2 separate regions of the Hordeum vulgare genome follow, and region 1 is linked to region 2. The links are chromatin contacts, called in public Hi-C maps. All regions are on one chromosome and are shown on one strand. The core of a region is the stretch at or near the end of the contact, and the rest is flanking DNA. Distances in the headings are between cores, read along the strand shown.

The links. Hi-C and Micro-C count contacts between places; a contact is called where the count stands out from the background.
Region 1: a contact with region 2 is called in a Hi-C map of leaf, with 5 times the contacts expected there. The contact joins the promoter of LOC123444091 here to the promoter of LOC123444065 in region 2. A contact is called at or near these places in 3 of 6 Hi-C or Micro-C datasets (all in leaf).

What each region holds. Positions count from the first base shown.
Region 1 is chr1H:448,064,209-448,068,561 of MorexV3_pseudomolecules_assembly, reverse strand. It overlaps LOC123444091 (putative disease resistance protein RGA3), which reads left to right and starts at 2,206. Exons shown (of 2, transcript XM_045120710.1): 1 at 2,206-4,353. The coding sequence starts at 2,397. It overlaps LOC123444103 (transcription factor HBP-1b(c1)-like), which reads left to right. Exons shown (of 8, transcript XM_045120728.1): 7 at 47-298; 8 at 398-1,046. The coding sequence ends at 523. LOC123444119 (a long non-coding RNA gene) reads right to left here. Exons shown (of 4, transcript XR_006630944.1): 3 at 1,396-2,056; 4 at 1,082-1,273.
Region 2 is chr1H:447,777,431-447,781,891 of MorexV3_pseudomolecules_assembly, reverse strand. It overlaps LOC123444065 (cyclin-B1-5-like), which reads left to right and starts at 1,432. Exons shown (of 9, transcript XM_045120674.1): 1 at 1,432-1,668; 2 at 1,941-2,058; 3 at 2,155-2,245; 4 at 2,366-2,596; 5 at 2,690-2,788; 6 at 2,883-3,131; 7 at 3,250-3,408; 8 at 3,529-3,707; 9 at 3,812-4,181. The coding sequence starts at 1,608. The coding sequence ends at 3,956.

The DNA.
Region 1 (4,353 bases), core at 957-3,456, 290 kb before region 2:
GCTTCCCCTTGCCTCTTTCTGACGGGCGTCGATGACATTGCTGCAGCTACTCGCGAGCCGGCTGGAGCCCCTCACGGAGAAGCAGCTGGACAGTATCGGCGTCCTGCGACATTCCTCCCTGCAAGCCGAAGGAGCACTCTCGACAGAGATGGAAGCACTGCGACAGTCGGTCGCAGAAGCCGTCGCGGCGGCAGGACCGTCGTTCCTGAGCTGCTCTGCAGCCTACTCCGACGATGGCACGGGCGAAATGGCTGCGGCGGTGGCAAAGCTTGGCGCCCTGGAAGGCCTCCTGCGGCAGGTAAACCTGTCCCCGCCATGCATGTGCAGTTTCAACAGTCGTGTGCGCTTCAGATGCAGGGTTCCCTGAAGTGTTTCCCCGTGATCTCCTGTTTCGCAGGGCGATGATCTGCGACTGCGGATTCTTGAGGAAACGCGGCGGGTACTGACCACCCGTCAGTGCGCACGAGCGGTGCTCGTGGTCAGCGACTACTTCTCCCGGATGCGCGCCCTGAGTTCTCTCTGAATTGCACGTCCGGCGGGCGCGCATCCGGGAGAACCCGTGAGAGCTTACAGCATCAAAAAATGGTGAGCGCGACGGCGGCGGCGGCGGCGATGCAATGCGACGGGCGTGAGCTGGGCAACAGGAGCGGAGTCGCGATGCAGGCAGCACCGCCCGCGAGCGACGGAGTCTGCGTCCGGCCCAGCAAGATTTGGAGAAGCTGCGAGATGAGGCCCAAGTATGATAAAAGTTATACAGTGGGCCGAGCCAGCGCAAGCATAATTTCAGTCCCTTTGTATTTTGACGACCGTAGCATTCCATGTTTTTTTTAGAGTTTGTACCGCATCCCTAATCTACCGCACGATACGCCAGTTTATAAGGTGGCCTTCGGCCCGTCCCCTTGCCCCCACACTAGGTGGGGGTACGGGCCTAAGCCTGTTAGAGTGTACAGGAAATGTATATACCGCCCTTTGTACAGCATGTTGTATGTAGTGTTGTGCTGTTGTACTTGTGTACAATGTATGTAAAAATACAGTTTTTTTTTCCATCTTCATGTGTTTTACCGCTATACTTTACTCCATCTGGACAATAAGTAACCATTTCATACTTATTACATGCAAATACACCGTACCATGATATGATTCCTCCCATAAGAAAAAAATAAACGAGCACAAATCGAACCCAGAACTTAAACTTTCAACAGAACTGAACTAAGACTGCAAGACTTCATGCATTGGATAGCAGCAATTGACACCCCAACAACCCATCACTCTCCTGGAATAATGACAGAGGAAACAACAAGCTGAATTAACTAACACCATTACATACGCTACACGTGTCAAGGAACTGAACTTTGTGTATTTTACAAAAAAAAAAAACCTCAATCGTGCACGTACCTTCATCCATTACATAAATTACACGTATCAAGGAACTGAACTGGGACATGTGTGCATGCACCTGTTAACTCAGTCTCTTCGATCAATCAATAAGAGCAAGTACAATAATGTACAATCAGCAGGCTGTAAGGATTAAAATACTATATTTTTGCTGAGTTGGATGAGAGAGAAGAGGAGAGAGAAGTGAAGCGCTCTCTTCGTGAAAAGCCCGCTCTAGCACGTGCTCCTAGGTGCTTTGTAAGAATGAAAGGTGGGCCATATATGATAAAAATAGTACTCTTTTATAGCTAACTATTGTACAAGCTAGCTATAAGATGGACTATAAGACTGCTTATAGCCAGCAGTTGGCTATACTATTAACCATGCTCTAAATAAACCACGCCATGCGTTGAAGCAGTCATCCTTGGCGGCTTTCTTCCAAATTTTCCATCCAATAAGGGCCACAAATTGTTGACTAGTGACAAGAAAAAGAGAATGGTGTCACCCACCCAGACACACAGCAATCAACCGTGTTCCCTTTTTCCATCTGGAGTCAACATCTTCCTTCATCAGTCTTTCCAGGAAACTGCCAGGCTCGAATCCCTCTGCTTTGGTGAAGATTTCTTTATCGTTACATGTAACGGTGAAGAATAGGATAACTTGTTCCATCTGTTGGTTTTGGCTGCACAAGATATGAAATGATCAACGGAATAAACAACTCAAGTTATAGAAAGTTGCACATCAAGTAGATAATTCTTAATCTGAAACAAGTCGTGCCTAGGCGCCATGATCAAATTGAGTACTGTGTTAGTGGATGACAGGAATAAATACGACTCATTTTCTCTGAAAAGTACACCCTCAGCTTCAGCTGGTACCAAGAGAAACGACTTTGGAGTCAATGGCAGAACAATAATAGTGTGCCTCCCCCACCCACCCACACACACACACACACCCCAACCTCCTCACCCCTTGTTCTAGATTTCCAGTTGGCATCTCTGGGAGACTGTAAACGGCCAAGAACCATGCCGATCGGAGAAGCTGTTCTGTCTGCCTTCATGCAGGCACTCTTCGAGAAAGTGATCGCTACCGCTTTTGGTGAGCTGAAATTACCTCAAGATGTAGCCGAGCAGCTGGAGAAACTATCCAGCAGTCTGTCGACCATTCAAGCTCATGTTGAAGATGCTGAGGAGCGGCAGCTGAAGGATAAAGCCGCACGAAGCTGGCTTGCCAAGCTCAAGGATGTCGCATATGAGATGGATGACTTGCTCGATGATTATGCAGCTGAGGCCCTTCGATCCAAACTAGAAGGACCATCCAACGACAACCATTTGGACAAGGTTAGAAGCTGTTTCTGCTGCTTTTGGTTCAACACCTGTTTATTCAACCACAAGATACTGCAAGACATAAAGAAGGTTGAGGAGAAGCTCAATAGGCTTGTCAAGGAAAGAGAGATTATTGGTCCAAACATGATCAGTGCAACGGACAGGAAAGAGATAAAGGAGAGGCCTGAGACCAGCTCAATAATCGATGACTCAAGTGTGTTTGGAAGAGAAGAAGATAAGGAGACCATTGTGAAGATGTTGCTTGATCAGAATAACTCCAACCAGTCCAACCTTTCCATTCTTCCCATAGTGGGTATGGGCGGATTGGGGAAGACGACTCTAACACAGCTTGTCTACAATGATACAAGAATAAAAGAGCATTTCCAGTTAAGGGTCTGGCTGTGTGTTTCTGAAAATTTTGATCAGATGAAGCTTACCAAGGAGACCATTGAATCAGTTGCCAGTGAGTTTGAATCAGTTATCAGTGGGGTCTCATCGGTCACAACCAACATGAACTTGCTCCAGGAAGACCTCTCGAAAAAGCTAAAAGGTAAAAGGTTTCTTCTAGTACTTGATGATGTATGGAACGAGGACCCTGAAAAGTGGGACACATACCGTCGTGCTCTACTTACTGGAGGAAAGGGAAGCAGAATAGTAGTAACCACAAGGAACAAAAATGTAGGGAAACTAATGGGTGGGATGACTCCATACTATCTAAATCAGTTATCCGACAATGATTGCTGGTTTTTGTTCAGGAGCTATGCATTTGTGGATGGTAACTCCGATGCACACCCAAATTTGGAAATGATAGGCAAGGAAATTGTGAAGAAGTTAAAAGGCTTACCACTAGCTGCAAAAGCAATAGGCAGCTTACTGTGTTCCCAGGATACCGAGGATGACTGGAAAAATGTATTAAGGAGTGAAATATGGGAACTGCCATCAGATAAGAACAATATATTGCCAGCTCTGAGATTGAGTTACAATCATTTGCCTGCCATACTGAAGAGATGTTTTGCATTTTGCTCAGTCTTTCACAAAGATTATGTGTTTGAGAAAGACAGGTTGGTTCAGATATGGATGGCCCTTGGGTTTATTCAGCCTCAGCGGAGGAGAAGAATGGAAGAGATTGGAAGTAGCTATTTTGATGAATTACTAAGCAGGTCCTTCTTCCAACATCACAAAGGTGGATATGTGATGCATGATGCTATGCATGACCTAGCACAGTCGGTCTCAATTCATGAATGCCTCAGACTGGATGACCTTCCAAACAACAACAGCTCTGCAAAAAGTGCCAGGCACCTCTCATTCTCTTGTGAAAATAGAAGCCAGACTTCATTTGAAGCCTTTCTTGGATTTAAGAGAGCACGGACACTTCTACTGCTAAGTGGATATAAATCAATGACAAGGTCTATCCCCAGTGATCTGTTCCTCGAATTAAGGTACCTCCATGTGCTCGATTTAAACCGGCGAGACATTACTGAGTTGCCAGATTCCATTGGAAGCTTAAAAATGCTTCAATATTTGAATCTCTCGGGCACTGGTATAGCAATGTTGCCTTCATCAATTGGTAGGCTCTTCAGCTTGCAAATACTTAAGTTGAAAAACTGCCATGAATTAGATTATCTCCCACAAAGCATAACCAATCTTGTAAATCTTC
Region 2 (4,461 bases), core at 183-2,682:
TTCAAAAGTCACTTTCATTATTTTGTTACTTCATTTCTAACTCAACATCCTAAAATCATCTTCAATATGAAAACAATGATTTCTGAATCCTCTTATTTAACAATAGTTTCAACAATAATCTCTCCTTCTATTGCAACCAATTGTATTCATCAGTAAGACTGGAAACATCAAGACAACACACTGTTTAGGTCTCACAAGAGCATAAACTGAACTGTTTTAACATCAAATGAGGACATTGTTTAGGTTCTTGTGTCAACAAAGCATAAACATAACTTTTTGACACGAACTTTGTGAATTTTTAAGGCTGAATTTTCAGAACATTTTTTAACACACACATCCCACACTGTTGTTTTTGAATTTTCTGATTTTTTTGCAGCACCCTACTGATTTCTTTTCTGAACGGAGACTACCATGTTTAAGTCAAAAAAAACAAGGAATCACAAGGAGTGCTTCATATTTTACAGAGAAGGTTAATTTCAAGAGTGACATTACAACACAAGTTCTATTTACATAGTACTCATCTAATTTGCAGAAGAATTGATAGTAGAAGGTTGATTTTCTCCAAAGAACACTGGTAGATTTCTGTAGGTACTGGCAGGAGGTAGTACGTAATTCGTCGGAGTTTGATCCGTCCACGTGGATGCAACTGATCCATTGAAGCTTCGATTAAAAGTGGAAGCAACCATGTTTGTGTAGATGTGCTGCGCCTTGGATCCAACCAGTCAGGGGCGGCTCGAGTATTACGAGTGTTGCAGACGACGGATATCTCGGGCAGAACGACGACGATGGGTGGCAGGCGGGAGGGTGGGTGGGGGAGGGCGGAGTCGCCGTAGGTCACCGATCGCGTCGTCGCCCGTGATCCGCGGGGCTCAGGTAGGGACTTGTCGCTTCAATGCAGTAATTCGAATGCTACGAAGGTTGTCGATGCGTTGCTACTGGCGTGGGGCGATGTCGCGACTTAATCAAACGGTAAGGACTCGTCCGATCGGAGGGCTGCCAATATGGCTTACGACTAGAACAAATGAGTCGGCTCATTTGTAATAGCCGCCAAAAGAAAAATGGCTTCACAACAGTTTGGTCCTCGCGCACGAAGTAGCACTTGTGAGTCCCATCCCAATCACGTCGCGTTTCACCTCGCTAGGATGGGGAAGAAACGGTAGTACCCCGTATCCGTTCCGTTTGAGGCTTCAACAGCACGAGACGCGTAGAGAGAGTTTTCCTTTCTTCTTGAGAATAATTCAAAGCGAGTGCATACGAGCACGGAACACAGCCAAGAAATTACCAAAAAAATTACCGTGAGATCCACGCGCCGGTAAAAACTTCCCTTGAACGGTAGCCCCAACGGCTAGTTCCCGTGCCGGAGAGTCGGATCTCCCGACCGTTGGAGGCCGGTCCGAAATAAAGCCCCAGCCCCCTCCCGCCCCGTCCCCCACACCATCCCCCGCCCCCGCCCCCCTCCAATCCAATCGACCAATCCCCCAACCCGACGAGCGCAGCCGTAGCAGGGACGAATCGGAGGCCGCCCTGTTCCGTCCGGGAGCTCGCCGGAGGAGCCGCACCTCGCCGGTTCCCGAGGTCTTCTAACGGAGCCGGAACAAGCGCAACTCATGGCGACGAGGCACAACAACCAGCACGCGGCTGCCGCTCCGCAGCCGGCGGCCAACGGAGGTGAGCCGCCCGTCCGCCCGCCCACCGAATCTTCCTTTTTTGCCGCACCGCGTCGGGAACGATCGTTCTCGATCTGGAACTCCTGCGCCGCTGGGCGCTTGTTTCGTTCGAGTTCTTGATCTGTTCATCTTACGAGTCTGATTCGCCAAGATCGGATTTTGTTGATGTTTCCAACCAGGACAGTGCGATGCGAGCGAGTTTCTTGCCCGATCCGTGCGCCAAACAAGCGATTTCTTCATCTTTTACTCATGTTTCTCCTTCCTGATGCCCAGGTGCAGAAGGCCCGGCAGGGAGGCAGAAGGGCGCCGCCGCCGGTGGCCGCGTTGCTGGAGGAAACAGGCGGGTGCTCGGGGACATCGGCAACGTAGTCCAAACCACCGTCCTCGACGGGTAAGAAAAAAATCAGCGCAAGGATCAAATCCCGTCCTCTGCTTTTTCTTTCTGTTCCATGTCCTGGACTGAATCCCTTCTTGTTCGCTGCAACAGGAAGATCCAGCTGCCGGCGGGGATCAATCGCCCGATCACAAGGAGCTTCGGCGCTCAGCTCTTGAAGAAGGCCCAGGCCGAGCCATCAAAGGTACGGACACGAGCCCCCTTTCCGATCCTCCATGCCTTCGAAACCAATTTCTTGATGATGGATTTCGAAACCAGTTTCTTGATGATGGATTCTAATCTAAATCGATGTGGTGGTTTGCAGAACGACGTAGCTGTTCCTCCAGCAGCGCGGCCCGCCCAGAAGCGGGTTGCCAAGAAGGACCCTGTCAAGGCCGCCGCCGCCCCGATCCCCGAGCCGGCGGCCGCCAATATCGCCACCGGCTCAGACGAAAACAGAAAGCCGTCCGAGGGCGCCGCCGCCGGCGCTGCCCCCAAGATCTCAAGGAAGAAGGTCGTCCACACCCTCACGACCGTGCTCAACCATCGGTCGAAGGTGAGCGACGCGCTCCATCCAACCAACACCTCTCTCTGCCCTTACCGCTCATCCCAGTGCCTTAACTCTGCTCGCGTGTTCTTGTGAATACAGGAGGCCTCGATTGATGACATCGACAAGCTGGACGGTGACAACCAGCTCGCCGTCGTCGATTACATCAACGACATCTACAAGTATTACAAGGAGGCACAGGTAACCACAAACCTCCCACTTCAGCATGCCTGTTCAAGTGACACGCGGCAAGCAACTGTCCTGACGATGTTTGACCAATCTATACGTGTTGCAGCACGAGTGCCGGCCCATCGATTACATGGGGAGCCAGCCGGAGGTCAACCCCAAGATGAGGGCTATCCTGATGGACTGGCTTGTGGAAGTCACGCACAAATTTGAGCTCATGCCCGAGAGCATGTACCTGACGATCTACGTCATCGACAGGTTCCTCTCCTTGCAGGCGGTGCCCCGGCGAGAGCTGCAGCTCGTCGGCATCGCGGCCATGCTCATCGCCTGCAAGTACGAGGAGATCTGGGCGCCCGAGGTATGGCCAAACACTTTCTCTCACCCCCTTTGCATCCATCGATCGCCTGTTCGTTCGAGTATCTGTTCATGTCTGTTCTGTGAAGGAACTCTGAATCTGAAGTGTCTGTTGTCTGCAGGTAGGCGATTTCATATCCATCGCCGATAACTCCTACTCGAGGCAGCAGATCCTGTCCATGGAGAAGAATATCCTGAACAGCATGGCTTGGAACCTCACGGTGCCCACCCCGTACGTCTTCCTGGTGCGGTTCGCCAAGGCAGCCGGGGGCGACAAGGAGGTGAGAAGAATTGGTCATGGATTTTGATTCTGATCTCTGAACTTGTCTCTGTCTGACATGGAATTTGCGTCCTACGTAGTGCTGAACTTCGTTTCCTCCTGTTCTTGTGAATGAATGCAGCTTGCAAACATGATATTCTTCTTCGCCGAGATGGCGCTCATGGAATACAAGCTGGTCACCGTGCGCCCCTCGCTGCTGGCAGCGTCTGCCGTGTACGCTGCTCGGTGCACGCTGAAAAGAAGCCCTATCTGGACAGAAACCCTTAAGCATCACACCGGACTAGCTGAACCACAGCTCCTGTGAGTGACCCATTTACTTGTCTTTCTGTTGTCTACTACCTGATCGATGAACTTGGCTGAATGAGCTGGAATTCATGGAAATTCTATCTGTTCGTTGGTTTCAGGGAGCCTGCCAAGATGCTAGTCATGGCTCACGCCGCTGCCCCGCAGAGCAAGCTCAAGGCCATCTACAAGAAGTACTCTTGTGAGCAGTATGGGCGTGTGTCCCTGCACGCCCCAGCAGTTGCCCCTCCCCAAAACCTCGCCTAGGCTGCTTTAGGATTTGTTGCTCGGCTTTCGATCTTGAAAGCTTCGTTACTTACTGTTACTGTCTGATACACCAGGGTGTAAACAACAACTATATTCTTCATATCTTTTAGTGATTTGCTTGGCTTTCGAATCAAGAGAGCTGCGTTACTGTACTTACGATACACCAGAGTGTAACAACAACAGTTCATATTTGTGTGAATCGAATTCAGAGCTGTCTTTGTTTTAGTCTATTCTACCTCCATAGCATCAGGAGTGCCTCCATAGCAGACAGTAACACTATTTCAGATTGTCAGAAAGTTGTTACCAGAAGATTTTTTTGTTGCATCTGAAAGTGTTTGCTCCTTATTTTCTTGTCATCTGAACATAGAGCAATCTGCATATGATTTGTTTATTTTCTGTAATAAGCACATGATCAAAATTGTCATTGTAAACTCCATTTGGTTGACTGTTAAATTGTCATAACACGCACCACCACATGGGCCTGCACCATCTGTATTTTATTTTT